Regions from separate parts of the Rattus norvegicus genome. Here region 2 is linked to region 1. The links are chromatin contacts, called in public Hi-C maps. All regions are on one chromosome and are shown on one strand. Each heading gives the region's core, a stretch centred on a gene start, on an enhancer-like site or on the middle of the called end of the contact. The rest is flanking DNA. Distances are from core to core; before and after follow the strand shown. Region 1 holds the start of Trim67 (tripartite motif-containing 67). Region 2 overlaps Tsnax (translin-associated factor X).

The links. Hi-C and Micro-C count contacts between places; a contact is called where the count stands out from the background.
Region 2: a contact with region 1 is called in a Hi-C map of Schwann cells, with 2.6 times the contacts expected there. The contact joins the enhancer-like site here to the promoter of Trim67 in region 1. A contact is called at or near these places in 4 of 12 Hi-C or Micro-C datasets (the Rat2 cell line, Schwann cells, kidney and 1 more).

The regions. Positions count from the first base shown.
Region 1 is chr19:69,657,651-69,664,798 of GRCr8, forward strand. Trim67 (tripartite motif-containing 67) reads left to right here and starts at 4,127. Exons shown (of 10, transcript NM_001135715.1): 1 at 4,127-5,588. The coding sequence starts at 4,578. Trnaa-agc43 (transfer RNA alanine (anticodon AGC) 43) reads left to right here and starts at 1,650; the gene lies at 1,650-1,730.
Region 2 is chr19:69,884,511-69,891,658 of GRCr8, forward strand. It overlaps Tsnax (translin-associated factor X), which reads left to right. Exons shown (of 6, transcript NM_022262.3): 6 at 1,045-2,734. The coding sequence ends at 1,422. Among named protein-coding and RNA genes, the nearest start is that of Tsnax, 15 kb to the left of the region's middle. Within about 2 kb of position 3,366, at least 20 of the 93 cell types and tissues checked have an H3K27ac peak or open chromatin away from gene starts, as enhancers often do. A contact at or near this core is called in Schwann cells, where this site is marked.

The DNA of each region.
Region 1 (7,148 bases), core at 2,877-5,376:
ACAGGCACACAGGCATGCGCGTGATTGGAATTTAAAATTCTTAAAATAAGGTCCTTAGGCACTAGTCAACAATGTTTAGAGGTGGGTGGCTAGACTGTAAACTTATTCACTGGAGTCTGTTATTTGGAAAAGATGTCTGTTGCGCTTTCTCTCTCTCTCTCTCTCTCTCTCTCTCTCAATATTTATTTATTTATTTTATGTATGTGAGTACACTGTAGCCGTCTTCAGATACACCAGAAGAGGGCATTAGATCCCATTACAGATGGTTGTGAGCCACCATGTGGTTGCTGGGAATTGAACTCAGGACCTCTGGAAGAGCAGTCAGTGCTCTTCAGCAGAATTGAGCCTCGGTGCTGGGAACTGAACCCACATCACCTGCAAAAGTAGCAAATGCTCTTAACTGTGTGTGTGTGTGTGTGTGTGTGTGTGTGTGTGTGTATCTGTGTATCTGTGTTTGTCTGTGTGTCTGTGTTTGTATGTGTGTCTGTGTGTATCTGTGTTTGTATGTGTGTATGTGTGTGTGTATCTGTGTAAGTATGTGTGTATGCATGTGTCTGAGTGTGAGTCTGTGTGTATCTGTGTATGTATGTGTCTGTGTGTGTATCTGTATATGTGTGTGTGTATCTGTGTATGTGTGTGTCTCTGTGTGTGAATCTGTATATGTGTGTATGTATGTGTCTGTGTTTGTGTTTGTGTCTATGTGTATCTGTGTGTGAATCTGTATATGTGTGTATGTATGTGTCTGTGTTTGTGTCTATGTGTATCTGTGTATGTGCGTATGTATGTGTGTGTATCTGTATGTGTGTGTATCTGTGTATGTATGTGTGTATGCATGTGTCTGAGTATGAGTCTGTGTGTATCTGTGTATGTGTGTATATGTATGTGTGTATGCATGTGTCTGTGTGAATTTGTATGTATCTGTGTATGTATGTATGCATGTGTTTGTGTATTTGTATATATGTGTGTATGTGTGTGTGTAAACACTTTCGTGGGAATAAGAAGACAACCTTGTAGAGCTGGATTCCTCTGCCCACCTTTCCCTGGATTCTAAGGCTCAAACTCAGGGAGCTAGGCTCACTCAGCAAGGGCTCCTCTCATTAGCCCCTAAAGTGCACTGTGTGTACCTCTGGTGCCGCTGCATCAGACAGGACCTTTAATAGACAGTGGTGACGATCAGTACTGACTACCGCTCTGTGTGAGAAGCACCAGAGCTGCCTGGAATAGTGCCTCACAGGAAGCCTGTCCTCCACTAGACATAGCTTAGGTCCCAGACTTTCACACAGCTGAGCCAACTTCAGCTACAGAACTGAGTGGTGGGAACTGAGGACAGGCGAGATGCTTTGATGGAAAGCAAGAAAGAAGGTTTGCTTGCTTCTTTACGGCTTGTCATTGTGTTTTGTTTGTTTGTTTGTTTGTTTGTGGAGCCAGGGTCTCACTCTGTGGCCCAGACTGTCTTCTCATTGCAGCTTTCCAAATCCTGAGACTTTTACCTGTATGCTGCTTTCTGTATGCCAAGCTAGGAGTAGTGTCACGGCATGTCTTGCTTGTGCAGAGAGACACATACTTGGCTAGAAGGGCCACCCTGACCAAGCCTAAGCAGGCTGTCTTTGTCTGAAAATGAGAATCATGAACCTTTTAAGAGGTCTAACTTCGGGGCTGGGGATTTAGCTCAGTGGTAGAGCGCTTGCCTAGCAAGCACAAGGCCCTGGGTTCGATCCCCAGCTCCGAAGGAAAAAAAAAAAAAAGAGAGAGGTCTAACATCCAGCTGGTCCCAGGGGCGGGGCTGAGCTGGGTCCAGCAGAAAGGATTTATTTATTTACTTACTTCAGACAGGGTTTCTCTGTTGAGCCCTGGCTCTCCTAGGACTTTTCTACAGACCAGGCTGGTCTCCAACTGCCTCTGATGCCTCTGACCTTTGACTCCTGATGCTTAAAGACCTGCACCACCTGCTTCTTCTTTTTTAATTAACTCTATCACTACACTGTAGCTGTCCTCAGACACACCAGAAGAGATCCCATTTCAGATGGTTATGAGCCACCATGTGGATGCTGGGAATTGAACTCAGGACCTCTGGAAGAGCAGTCAGTGCTCTTAACCGCTGAGCCATCTCTCCAGCCCACCTTCCAACTTCTTGAAGAGCTTTCAGTAACCCAAGCTATGGCTCGCCTAGACCTCGGGTTCAATAGTGACTTTCTGAAGATTTTCTTTTTCAATGTATTGTGGGCAGGACCAGGTAACTGAAGCGCTGCCTTCATCTCCGCCCTGGACACAGCACTGCTTCCTGAAGAACAACGGTGGTGGGGCTCATTTGATGGCTGCGGTTTAGCAGCAGTTAAACGTGGAGCCAGGCTTCCGTAAGCTATTCAGTTGACCTGAGATGCTTAGAAAGTAGTCCACATCACTTACCGTAACAATTTGGCCAGATCACATGTGTGTTGTTACGGTGTTGTCATAGTAGTTTCTGGACTAGGCCGGTGGAAGCAAGCTGCAGGACCCCGGGGAGTCATGTAAAGATATGGGCTTCACTGGGGCGCTTTGCCGTGACTTTCCTGGCGAACTCCCTCCCACCAGAGGTTGTATCCCTTAGGGAACGAGCCAGACCAAGGCAGGTGCCTCATTAATCTCTGGCTTCATTCTCTCCTGCTGACTTTCCAAATGCTGGCAGCGGCTGGGGCCCTGCATTCCTTCAACAGGAGTCTGCGCCACGATTGCTGTTTTTGTTTTCGTCCGGCTGAGTCTTGCTATGAAACACCCAGACTAGCTTGGAAATTACTATGTAGCCCAAGCTGGCCTCTAACTCATAACAATCCTTCTACATCGGCCTCCCAAGTGCTAGAATTACAAGCACGAGCCAGCATGCTGGCTGACACATCCTTTTTAAATCGACAATTTCCTTGTCTGTTCCGAATCGGCGTGGATCGCAGAGGAAGAGAGGGCCGCGTGGCGCGCATTTCGCTCCACGCGCTCTTCCCTCCCCAGCGCGCTCTTCCCGTCCCCGGCCCGACCTTAGCTCCATGCTCAGCACACCCTTCCCTTCTCTGGGCAGCCCGCACTACCCCGGTGCGGAACAGCCGGGCAGACGGCGGGAAGAGCCCGGCAGCCAGGCGCGCGGGCGGCGACGTTGCAGGAAGCTCCCATTCATAAAGCGAACACCTGCTCGCGGCCTCCTGCCTCTCCCCAGCCCCGAGCAGCCCGGGGAGGTTGTATTTGGCAACCTTCACGGTGTCCTCGCCAAGTCCTCGCCGCTCTGGGCCTCATCGTCCACGACTAGCCCGGGTAGAACCGAGGAGACAAAAAAGGCTTGTGGAACGATGCGTAAATGAAACCTCGCCCTTTGGCGCGAGGCTGTCCGACATTTTGTGCCTTGAAAGCTTTTTGCGGGGGAAATAGATTTAGGTAGCGACTGTCGCGCTGTGCTGGGGGGCCTTTTCCAAGCGACTGGCCTTTTAGGGACCGCTGTTTACGCTTTCATGGTGGCGGGAGTGGGCAGGGCAGGAGCTGGCCAGGGATGCTCTGGCAAGCGGGGCGGGGCGCCGGGCTAATTCACCGTGCAGACTCCATCCGAATCGGAGCAGCTCTCCACAATGATCCTCCCCACGAAGCCCTCCGACCCGCCCCTGACTGCCAGCCGCGAGAGGCGAGCCCTCATTCGCTGAGCTGACGCCTGGCTCCCCGCCCCCCGCCCCGTTACTCTCGCTCTGGAAATTACAACTCCTGGGCGCGCGGCGCGGCGCGGCGCGGCGGGCGGGCGCGGGAGGCGGCGGGACCGGGAGGGGATTCCCGAGCCAGCGGGTGTTCACCACCCCCCCACCCCCGCCGCTGCAGCGTGGCGCGGCCAAGGTCAGGGGAACCGCAGGAACCGGAGCCGGCGAGGCGAGCCCGGGACGCTGCTCAATACGGGCCTGTGAGGAGGCAGCTCCGAAAGCAGCGGCCCGAGCAGCAGGACGGCGACGGTCTCCGGGCCGGGGGATGCCGAGGTGGCCGTGGTGGCACAACAGCCTGGCGGGGGATGCGCCTGGGGTGCGGGCGCGGATTCCCTGCCCATCCGCTCGCGGGCGCTGTCCGCCGTCTGGTGGTGCTGAACCAGCCCTGGCCCCGCTGCTCCCGCACTGGCCAAGAGCTGGTTAGGGGCGGGGCGCTCGCAGAAGGAAGACTCGGGGCAGCGGCGCTGCGGAGCCCGGCTCAGTAGCCTTGCTGGCTCACAGCAGCGAGTCACTGGTCCTTCGTAGAGTGGAGGCACGAGGTACCCCTGACGGCGCTGCTGCTGCCTATTCACCACCTGGACAACCTCGGAGGCCACTGCGAGGGCTGCTGGCCACCTTCATACGGCCGCCTCTGGTGAGGGAGCCTCGCCCTCAGGAGGTGAGGACCCCTCCTTTCTCTGGCGGCCAAGCGTCTTAGGGCGGTGGCCTGAGGACAGAGAGGGGGCGTGCCACCCTCGGGTGAAGACAGCATGCCCGTGTAATACCCCCGCCTCCTGACTCAAGAGCGCTGACATCGCCTGCCCAGCTGCGCTTGTCTTCGGAGCTTTGACCATCCTTGGCTGGTCCCGAGCGGCTCTGGCCGCGGGCGCGGCGATGGAGGAGGAGCTGAAGTGCCCAGTGTGCGGATCCCTGTTCCGGGAGCCCATCATCCTGCCCTGTTCTCACAATGTCTGCTTGCCGTGCGCCCGCACCATCGCGGTTCAGACCCCGGACGGCGAGCAGCACCTGCCCCCGCCGCTCCTTCTTTCGCGGGGTGCCGCCGCCGCCGCCGCCGCGCCCCCTCCGGATCAGGATGCAGCGGCCGGCGCGACCTGCGGAGGCGCCGGAGCTAGTACAGCCGGAGGCCTGGGCGGCGGGGCGGCCGGTGGCGGAGACCACGCGGACAAGCTGAGCTTGTATAGCGAGACTGACAGCGGCTATGGCTCCTACACCCCCAGCCTCAAGTCCCCCAATGGAGTCCGCGTGCTGCCCATGGTGCCTGCGCCTCCGGGTTCATCTGCCGCCGCGGCCCGAGGCGCCGCCTGCTCCTCGCTCTGCTCGTCCTCCAGCTCCATCACCTGCCCGCAGTGCCACCGCAGCGCCTCCCTGGATCACCGCGGCCTGCGAGGCTTCCAGCGCAACCGGCTACTGGAGGGCATCGTGCAGCGGTACCAGCAGGGCCGTGGGGTTGCTGCGGGGGCATCTGCAGCCCCGGCGGTGGCCATCTGCCAGCTGTGCGACCGCACCCCACCGGAGCCGGCAGCCACTCTCTGCGAGCAATGCGACGTGCTCTATTGCGCCACCTGCCAGCTCAAGTGCCACCCGTCCCGGGGCCCCTTCGCTAAGCATCGGCTAGTTCAGCCGCCGCCGCCGCCCGCACCCCCAGAGGCTACCTCTGCTTCAGTCGGTACTTCCACCGCCTCCAGCGCAGGAGGATGCAGGAGCCCAGGGGGTGCCGGGGCCCCCGTGCCTCGAAAGTTCCCCACGTGCCCGGAGCACGAGATGGAGAACTACAGCATGTACTGCGTGAGCTGTCGGAGCCCGGTGTGCTACATGTGCCTAGAGGAAGGCAGGCATGGCAAGCACGAGGTGAAGCCGCTGGGGGCAACGTGGAAACAGCACAAGGTAAGCGTTGGCTGTGTGGGGATGCCAGCCAGGGTGGAAGTTCAGAGATTCTCCAGACCCTTTCTTGGGGAATTGCTGGAAGGTGGGCCTGAAGGCAAAACAGTAATCACTCCATCCGTCCGTCCGTCCATCCGTCCATCCGTCCATGCATGCATGCATGCGTACATACATACATACATACCATCCACCCACGTGGTCATCTCTCCATCCATCTATTCATGCATCCATCTATCCATACATTGGACTACATATCCACCCATGCTTCCATCCAACCCTTCATGCATCTATGCATATCATCAGTACGTTTCTGGACCTATATGTTCATACATGCGTGCATTCGCCCAAGGATCCCAGCAGTCGCTGTCTGACCAAAGCTCAGTCGACCATGTACCCTGCACTGAGTATTGGCTTGGTGGGTTATGAAAAGGACTTGTTGAGTTTCCTTTCTGAGGCAAAAGGTTGCCAAAGCACAGAAGCAGGGCTCTCGCCCAGATTCTAAGGTACACTGTCAGAGCTTCCTTCCCCCCTTGTAAGGGAGAGATGGGTTTTAAAGTGAGACTGTTAGCAGCTGGCCATAGGAACCCTTCTGAAGGTTCCTCCTTGAATCTGTGGCCTAGGCAGAGAGGCAGCACCCCAGCTCAAGGTCCCTGGAGCCTTGTACTTCTTCCTCCACAGCCTTCATCAGCTTCACCTCACGGAACAGAAAAGCTTTTTCCTTCTCAGCTTCCAGAGAAGAAATGTCTCTTCCTTCACTTAGTTTCCAGCTAGCTCTATGCCCAGAATTCCTCTAAGACTTGTAGAGAAGAGGCAGTGTCTCTTGGGCTGTGGAAGAGAGTTGAAGTGAGGGGGAAGGTGTCCTTCCAGGAAAGGAGTGTGGTTTCCCCCAGAGTCCTTCTCTTGCCTGAGGCTCTGCCACTGTAGCTGTGGAGGAGCAGAAGACCACGTTTTTACTAAAAGACCAAGCGCATTAGCCTACAGCCTCCCCGCTGGGGACTGGCTAGGATCAGTACTACTCTTCGAAACTTAGACCTGGTACTTTGCTCTCTTCTTTTCCTAAAGCCGTGACAGTCCGCCTGGGCCCTTCGCCGGCCCTCAAGGCAAGGTCAGGGCAGCTCCTCGCCTGACATTCTATCCAGTGTCTTTGTGTGACCGGCCTAAGTGCCTCCTTAGACACAGAACAGGTTACAGTCACACGTTCACGGTGCATTTCACACTCCCCTCCTTCAGAAACCCGCCCTGGAAGGTGTAAGAGGTGCCCAGACTGTCCGCCAAGAATTGTTGCCTATAGTCACACAGAGTAGAGCCACGGGAAAATAAGGCAGCTTGCTGAGGTAACTCGTACAAACTGCAAACAGCCCAGAGTAGCCAGATAGAGATGTGGCTTATCTGTGTGGAAGACAGGATTACTGTATGTTCTTACATCTGCTACAATAAACATACGCCACTATGAGAATTCGATATTTAGAGGAGGTTGGGTTTTTTGGTTTCTGGTTTTGTTTTTTTAAGATCCTCTCCTACTTACTACGTGGTGCGGGCTGGCATCGAACCCACAACCACCTT
Region 2 (7,148 bases), core at 2,116-4,615, 230 kb after region 1:
GTGGCGGTGACCACAGCAGCTGGCTTTTACGGAGTGCTTTCTTGTCAAGAACTTAGTGAATATTGTCTTATTTAATCCATAAAAGACTTCTGTGGTAGGTAACACAATTCTGTTTACAGAGGAGGAAAGGAGGGTTAGAGAGAGATAAAGACCTTGCCAAGAGGCGAGTGTCTTATGAAGCAGTGTCCTGGGAGAGGTGGGAGGAGAGTCAAGGTCATTCGGAGGTTAAGTTCACGCAAGAGGAGATGTGACTTGCCCTTTGACATTGGAGGATGGGAGGTTAAAGATGGGTGTGGTGGCTGTCATGCAGGGGAGGTTACTTTGATTGTAAGAAAGATGACAGCCACATAGGCAGTGCAAGGTGATTGGCAGATGACTGGATCTGTGAAGCCAGCTCGATTGTTTCCTGAGACTGAAGAGTTTGGGGATTGCCTAGGGCACAGAACAGAGTACCCAAGGCTTGGAAGAGTATTTGAAGACATACATGAAGGCACAACATTCATACACATAACATAAATAAAACCACTGCAGCCTGACTAAAATGACTGGTGAATAACCCATGTAGGCCAAACTCCACAGTCTGTATGTAGTTGTAATTGCTGTTCCTCAGCTCACTCGGTCTTGGCTGCTCATGTAGAGCTGACATGGAGACCTGGGCACTGATAGGATGCTTGGCGGTGCTGGCAGGAGCTGGCCGTAGGTGCAAGCTGATGGGCAGTGCGTGGTAGGGAAGGAGATGCCGGCTGAACCAGGAGGGGTAACAGCAGACTGATAGTGATTGTCACACAGTGGAGGCAAGTCTTCCTTAGCACGAGTCTGCTGTGCTTGGCGGGGGAAGTTGGACACAGCTGGTCTTACATTGGTGGAATTTGATTGTCCTAATCCAAGTCGCCTGGCTGAGCTCCTCCTCCCCAGCCTATGGTGACTCCTGGGGAAGATCCGTGTGCCTGACCTGCTGCTGACTCCAGTTCTTTATGGTGTGGTGCCTGAAGTATTCACTTTATCTCAGTGCTTCATGTGTGTGGCTTTCCTGTCTTTTGCCAGCCTCCCGCTGATGGACAAGACAAGCAGCTGGTTACCTGGAGACTGAAGATCACACCGGTGGACTACCTGCTGGGCGTGGCCGACTTGACTGGAGAGCTGATGCGGATGTGCATTAACAGCGTGGGCAACGGGGACATTGACACCCCCTTTGAAGTGAGCCAGTTCCTACGCCAGGTTTACGATGGGTTCTCCTTCATTGGCAACACTGGGCCCTACGAGGTCTCTAAGAAGCTGTACACCTTGAAACAGAGCCTGTCCAAAGTGGAGAACGCTTGCTATGCCCTTAAAGTCCGGGGCTCTGAGATCCCTAAGCACATGCTGGCCGATGTGTTCTCAGTGAAAACGGAGATGATTGACCAGGAAGAGAGCATTTCTTAAGCAACTCCGCTCAGTTCTCTAAGGCGTGAGCTCCTGGGGGGCTGTTGTGAGGCTGTTGTGAGTGTGCGTTTGACTTTATTGTGGCTTCTTAGACGTGTCCAGGTGTACTAGTTTGAAGTGTGTACAGCTGTATATAAGTAGTCCACAGGGACGTTTCTTACACGCGTGCATTTGCATCAGTGTTTATATGTGCTTACACTATTGTTGTGTGAACATGCTTCCGACTGCTCTCTCTGCCACACCTACTTTAATTCACTTTGAACTTGGAGTGACATTTTGGGTGGAAGGAAGTCTCTTAAGTGGGTGATCCTTTGTATGGAGGGAAAACGGTGTAGCGAAGCCTCTGGAGTGAGCTTCCTGTTTCAGTTCCTCGGCAGTGTCATGGCAAGCCTTCAAAGTGGGCCTAGCACACGGAACAACAGTTTTAACGTGCAAGCTATCAGTATTTTTTAAGTGCAAATTTTGGTGGTATTGAGAATTCACTTAAAGTTTTGGTCAAGTTTAGGCCATTTTGAATTTATATGAAGCAGCTTTCCTGAGGAATTGATGGGTCCAGATGTTCCTTTCTCAGAGATGTGGGAAGGAGCTGACATTGCTCTTCCCTGGTGATGCTGAGTATCTAACCACACACTTGTCTGTAGGGTGTGAGCAGCCAGGCCCTTCGTCATGTGTTAGGTGGACTGCACTTTCCTACCCCAGCCATCCTGGGACCCACAGAAGGGCAGCCACAGTGCTTGGAGAGCTGACAGCCCAAACCTTTACACTTGTCCCTTGGTGTTAGCTAGTGATGTTGCCAAAGAAAATGACTTGTGTATAACTCAGCAATAAGACAATTTCCAGCTCAGGAGGGAGTGCTGGGAGTGAGTTCACCTCCCCAGTCAGTCAGTCAGTCAGTCAGTCAGTCAGTCAGTCAGTCAGTCATCCATCGTGGTGAGAGCCTGGCTTGAGCGTCGCCCGCAGCTGACACCACCACATGTTTTCATCTAGTTTTGTGAGTTTTCAGGACTTGGATACTGGGTTTTATTTTTTGGAAAGAATATCTACTTGTAAGGCTGGTTCTTTGAAAGTGTAATTTTCCAAAACTTGTCACGGACAGGAAAGTGACGTGTGCACATGCCTGCTGAGTTAGCTGTTTGTCGTGTGATGAGGCTTTGTCTTCCCTGCAGTAAGATAGATGCTAAGTTTCAGTCAGTCCTGTTACCTGCTGTCTGTTTTTCAGCTACGTCAAGTTGAATTTATAATGTTAAAATAATGGATTGAAGAATGTTTTACAGAAATTTAAAGCAAATTTTAAATAAAATATTAAAATACAGAAACTGTCTGGTTTAAAAGTTTAAGTTAAGTTATATTTCGTGCACAGCAGTGTGTACAGAGACAACGTGTGTAGCTTGGCCTTTCCTTCCACTGTGTCGGTGTTGTCAGGCTTGGGGGGAAGGGACTTCTCCACTCTAGCCAAGCCATCTCTGTGGTTCCAAGGGTCTATGCTTTGATAGCATTTAGAAATATGTAGTAAATCTAATAATGTAGTTTTTGGGTAAGATGGGAAATCAAAGATAGACTTGGGTAATGTGGAAGGCTTTTTGTTTCGTGTTTTTCCCCTTAAGCCCTGAGATAAGGAGGCACCTGAGTGGTGACTTAACCTGAAATGTAGTCCAGGACTTCCCCTCTGCCTCTGTGGTATTCATACCCTCAGTGACTCCCTTGGGGTTGCCTGGGTTTTCAGGACTGGTAGGGATATTCCGACAGAAGTGGACTTCTCGTGTTCTCTCAGGTTAAAAAGACGTCCTTCACAGCACTCAGACTGAGACTAGATGATGTCCCCGCCTCTTTAAGCCAGTTCCTGGAAGGGAAGATAATACTAGCCTAACACCCTAATTGATTTGTGCAGGGCTTACAGAAACGCTAGGAAGCCAGACTGTCAGAGGAGCAGAGAAACGGCCTATGGCATAATCAGCAGCGCCCCCTGCAGGCGACTGAGCACCACTGCTCCCGCTGTGTTCTTTGTGCAGGGCTGGTGGGGGCCTCAGTTTAAATTGTGTGTTGTGACAGCATCATCTGCTTTGGTAGGCTCTCTGTTTATCACAAAAGGAACTGGTTCCAGGGCTGGCAGGATGGAACCTCACAACCAGCATCCGATCCCTGAAACCCACAGGGTGGGAGGAGAAAAACTGATCAGAGAGCACCATGGCATGGTCCCCTCCACCCCGTTCCCCTCCCCCTCATCCCCCGGCCCCTGCAAACAAAATAAATACAATTAAAAAGACAATAGGAGAAGCAAAGGAGGTCTCATGGCAAGTTGGCAACTGGATTTTGAAATGAAAATGGATTATTTCTTTTTAGTTATGATTTCCTGTGTCTCTTACATTAGTGGTTTTCACAGAGAACCCCAAAGCTTTGGTCCCCCTCAGAGAGGATTGATAAAGTGAGAGATTGGCGGAATGGCCCCAAGCTCCGTTCTGTCCAAAGAGACTCATGTTAGAGACAAAGATACGTAGACTGAGGTAGAAGGGTGGAAAGACACTCCATGCAGATGGGAGCCAAGAGAGAATCTGATTGGTCTCTGATAGCAGATAAATAGACTACTAGCTTTTATTTTGCTGCAGGCACAGAATAGCATTATATGATAAGTTCAGTTCAATAATTATATAACAGCTAAAAGGAAGAATGCTAATAAGTGGTGTGCCTGTGTGTGCCTGTGCGTGTGTGTGCGTATGTGTGCGTGTATGTGTGTCTGTGTGTGTGTCTGTGTGTGCGCCTCTGTCTGTGTGTGCGCGCGCGTGCGTGTGCGCGCGCCTCCTTTTAACTGTCATTATAGGGTATGGTTTCATTTAGACTTGGAATTGTAGGGTGTCAAAGGCAAACTATTGTCTTGAAGGAGGAGTGGGCACCATAGTAATGGACCTAACAGGTAGAGATCCCCTTCTTGTCCCCCCTTCCCCCCCATTGCATCAGGGACAGGTGCAGACCTCATTGGTAAGTACAGTATGCTATTTAGGAGCTCCACTGTCCACCAAGTGTGTGAGCACAGAAGACCAAGTTGGTAGACTGTGGTGGCGTCTGTTGGTTGGTGTTAGCCCCTTCCAGCTGTGTGACTCGCTTGCGTCCCGTGTTTTACCCACATTCGAGCAAAGGGACCCCAGACAACAAGGGCTGGCATGAGCAGATGGCATACGTGAGGGCTCGCAGGAGCGTCCATTCTGCTGCTCACCTGCTCAAGCTACAGGCAGCAGAGGTCATGACCTGGGTTTCCTGCAATTCCTGCAACCCCCTGACTTCCTGCACTTGCTGGCTGCGATCCCAACCTTCCTTTCCTCCAGTCCCTCCACTGTTTGGAAGCACCTGTGGTCCTTTCCTGAGCGGGGCTGCCCAGAGTGCCTTCTGTTTTCCTAGGCGAACATGACAGCAGGCTGCCCTTGTCGGACTGGAAATACACACGGTCTTAGGCACAACCAGGAAGATGCAGGTTTCAGGACTCGGTGTCCCTGTATCAAGTGTGCCAAGATTTGATGTTCAAGAGGCCACGTAGATGTGAGAAAATGGGCTCTCAGTGAACGCCTCACAGGTCGCACCGTTCTCTGTTTCCCATCTTCATGTTGGGGTGAAAACAGCTTATCTGACCTCATGCCGACGGTCTGCACCTTGCGGAGCACAGGACCCTCACCGTCTGCATACGGACGAGCACAGTACTCGGTTCCCAGTTGAAGTGCCAAAGAGTCAGAATCCCACTTGAGTAAAGGTCGGTGACTTCAAAGAGGATACGAACAGGCAGACAGACGAAAGCAGGATGTCACCTCGAGACCTGTATAAGAAAGTCAGCATCGTGGGTGAGAGAGTTATCGAGGATATTGAGATTTTGAAACACACACACATATGCACAAGTACACATATGAATACATAGATGCAGGCACATACACATTTACACATTTGTATACACATGTACACACATACACATACACAAATGTACAGATACATATTTACACATTAATACACATACATAGACACAGATAAGCACATACATATTTCACATACATGATATACATACTTAGATACACACACACACACACGTATCATGATGGAACAGGTCATCATGATGATGGGCAGAGCCTGTTCTGAGGATTTCTCTCCCTCTCCCCATCTCTTCAGAAAAGACTGTCGTTAACCTGATTCTCACTATCTCTGGAGGCTAAGTCCGCTCCCTTTGCAGCAGTTTTCTGATGAGATTGTCCTCCTTCACCCAGCCACGTATATACTGTCTGTGTTTACATATCCTAGATACATGTAAAATATGCATGCACACGCACAGTTATACACAGAAATAGTTACTGCCAATTAGGGATTAGGATTTTGTACTAATTTTTTTCGTGGATGGTACCATCAGAACAGAATCACAGAGAGATTAATTTACATGGTAATGAGTGTGTTATACAGTTGATGTTTAATATCCCAGGCGCTGTGAAGCCGCTGGATCCGCTGTAGCGTGTATAAGTGTTATACAGAATTGTTTGTTAGCTCGTGCCTTTAATCTCTGCACTTAGGAGGGGGAAGCAGGAGGATTGCGAATTTGATGCCAGCCCAGGCTAAAGAGTGAGACCTTGTCAAGAACAAGCAAAAATCAGTTAATAAAAAATCCGTACCATCGTAAACAACTCAGACATTCTCGTAACCTCTTCTGACCTTATTTTCTTGGCATAAGTCACTGAGAATACAAAATAGCCAGGTGACCCAATGATTTTGTTATCTAACTGAAAAACTGGATTTCTTCTGAAAACTTGAGCCAGTTTCTCCTTTTTAAAACCATTGCTCCCCAGATAAGTGTTTGCAAGTAAGCGTCTCTTCCCAGAGCTTTGGGAAGCCCTGCAGCTTCTCCTTGCTGTTGGGCCCTCACCAGTTAGTCAGCCCTTCCCACTCCAGGGAAGCCTCCCACGTGCCCCGAAGCATCAGTACGTGCTCGGGAGGAGAAAGGCTCCTCATGATTACTTTCCAACATGGGAGGGAGAGCGTGTATCTTAGACTATGGGCACCGTTTGCCAGCACCCAGCCCCATCCTGACTAAAAGGAGTATGGGATTAACAGATGTGAATTGCTTAAACTTCATCAGCACAGTGTCGGGTGACAGTGTCACCTCAGGGGTCATTGGAACCGAAGCACAGAGCCCTCCTGGCATGGGCCAGTGGTGGAAAACAGTGCTTCAGCCTCGAGTTCCACACGTGGTCTGGTCTACCCAACAGTCCCTCAGCTGTTCAGAGACAGGCTGCACCAGAAGCCTGTGACATGGAATTGGTACACCCCAGCATCTTGTGGAGTCCTCTCATTTGCAGTTAATAGCTCAAAGCTCTCTAGCTTAAAAACCTTGACAGGAGGCACGAAAGGCTCCTCAGCAACTTGTTCATCTTGTGCTGGATGTCTTGTGGCATTGTGGTTGTAATGATTGACAGGCGTGCAATGCATTTATTCTCAGATGCTCATGATCATGCATCCAGGAGGAAACACCACAGAACGCTGTTCAGTAACAATTTTAAAGGTTAAAAGGAGATACCTGCTGGGCCTAGTGACACACACCTTGAGTCCCAGCACTTGGGAGGCAGGGACAGGCAGTAGGTTTGAGGCCCAGGGTCTCACGCATGCTAAGCAAGCACTGAACAATGTTTTTGCTCCTATTTTCTTGATTTACTCAGGCTCTTGCTAGGTAGCCCGGGCTGGCCTTGAACTTGCAATCCTGCTGACTC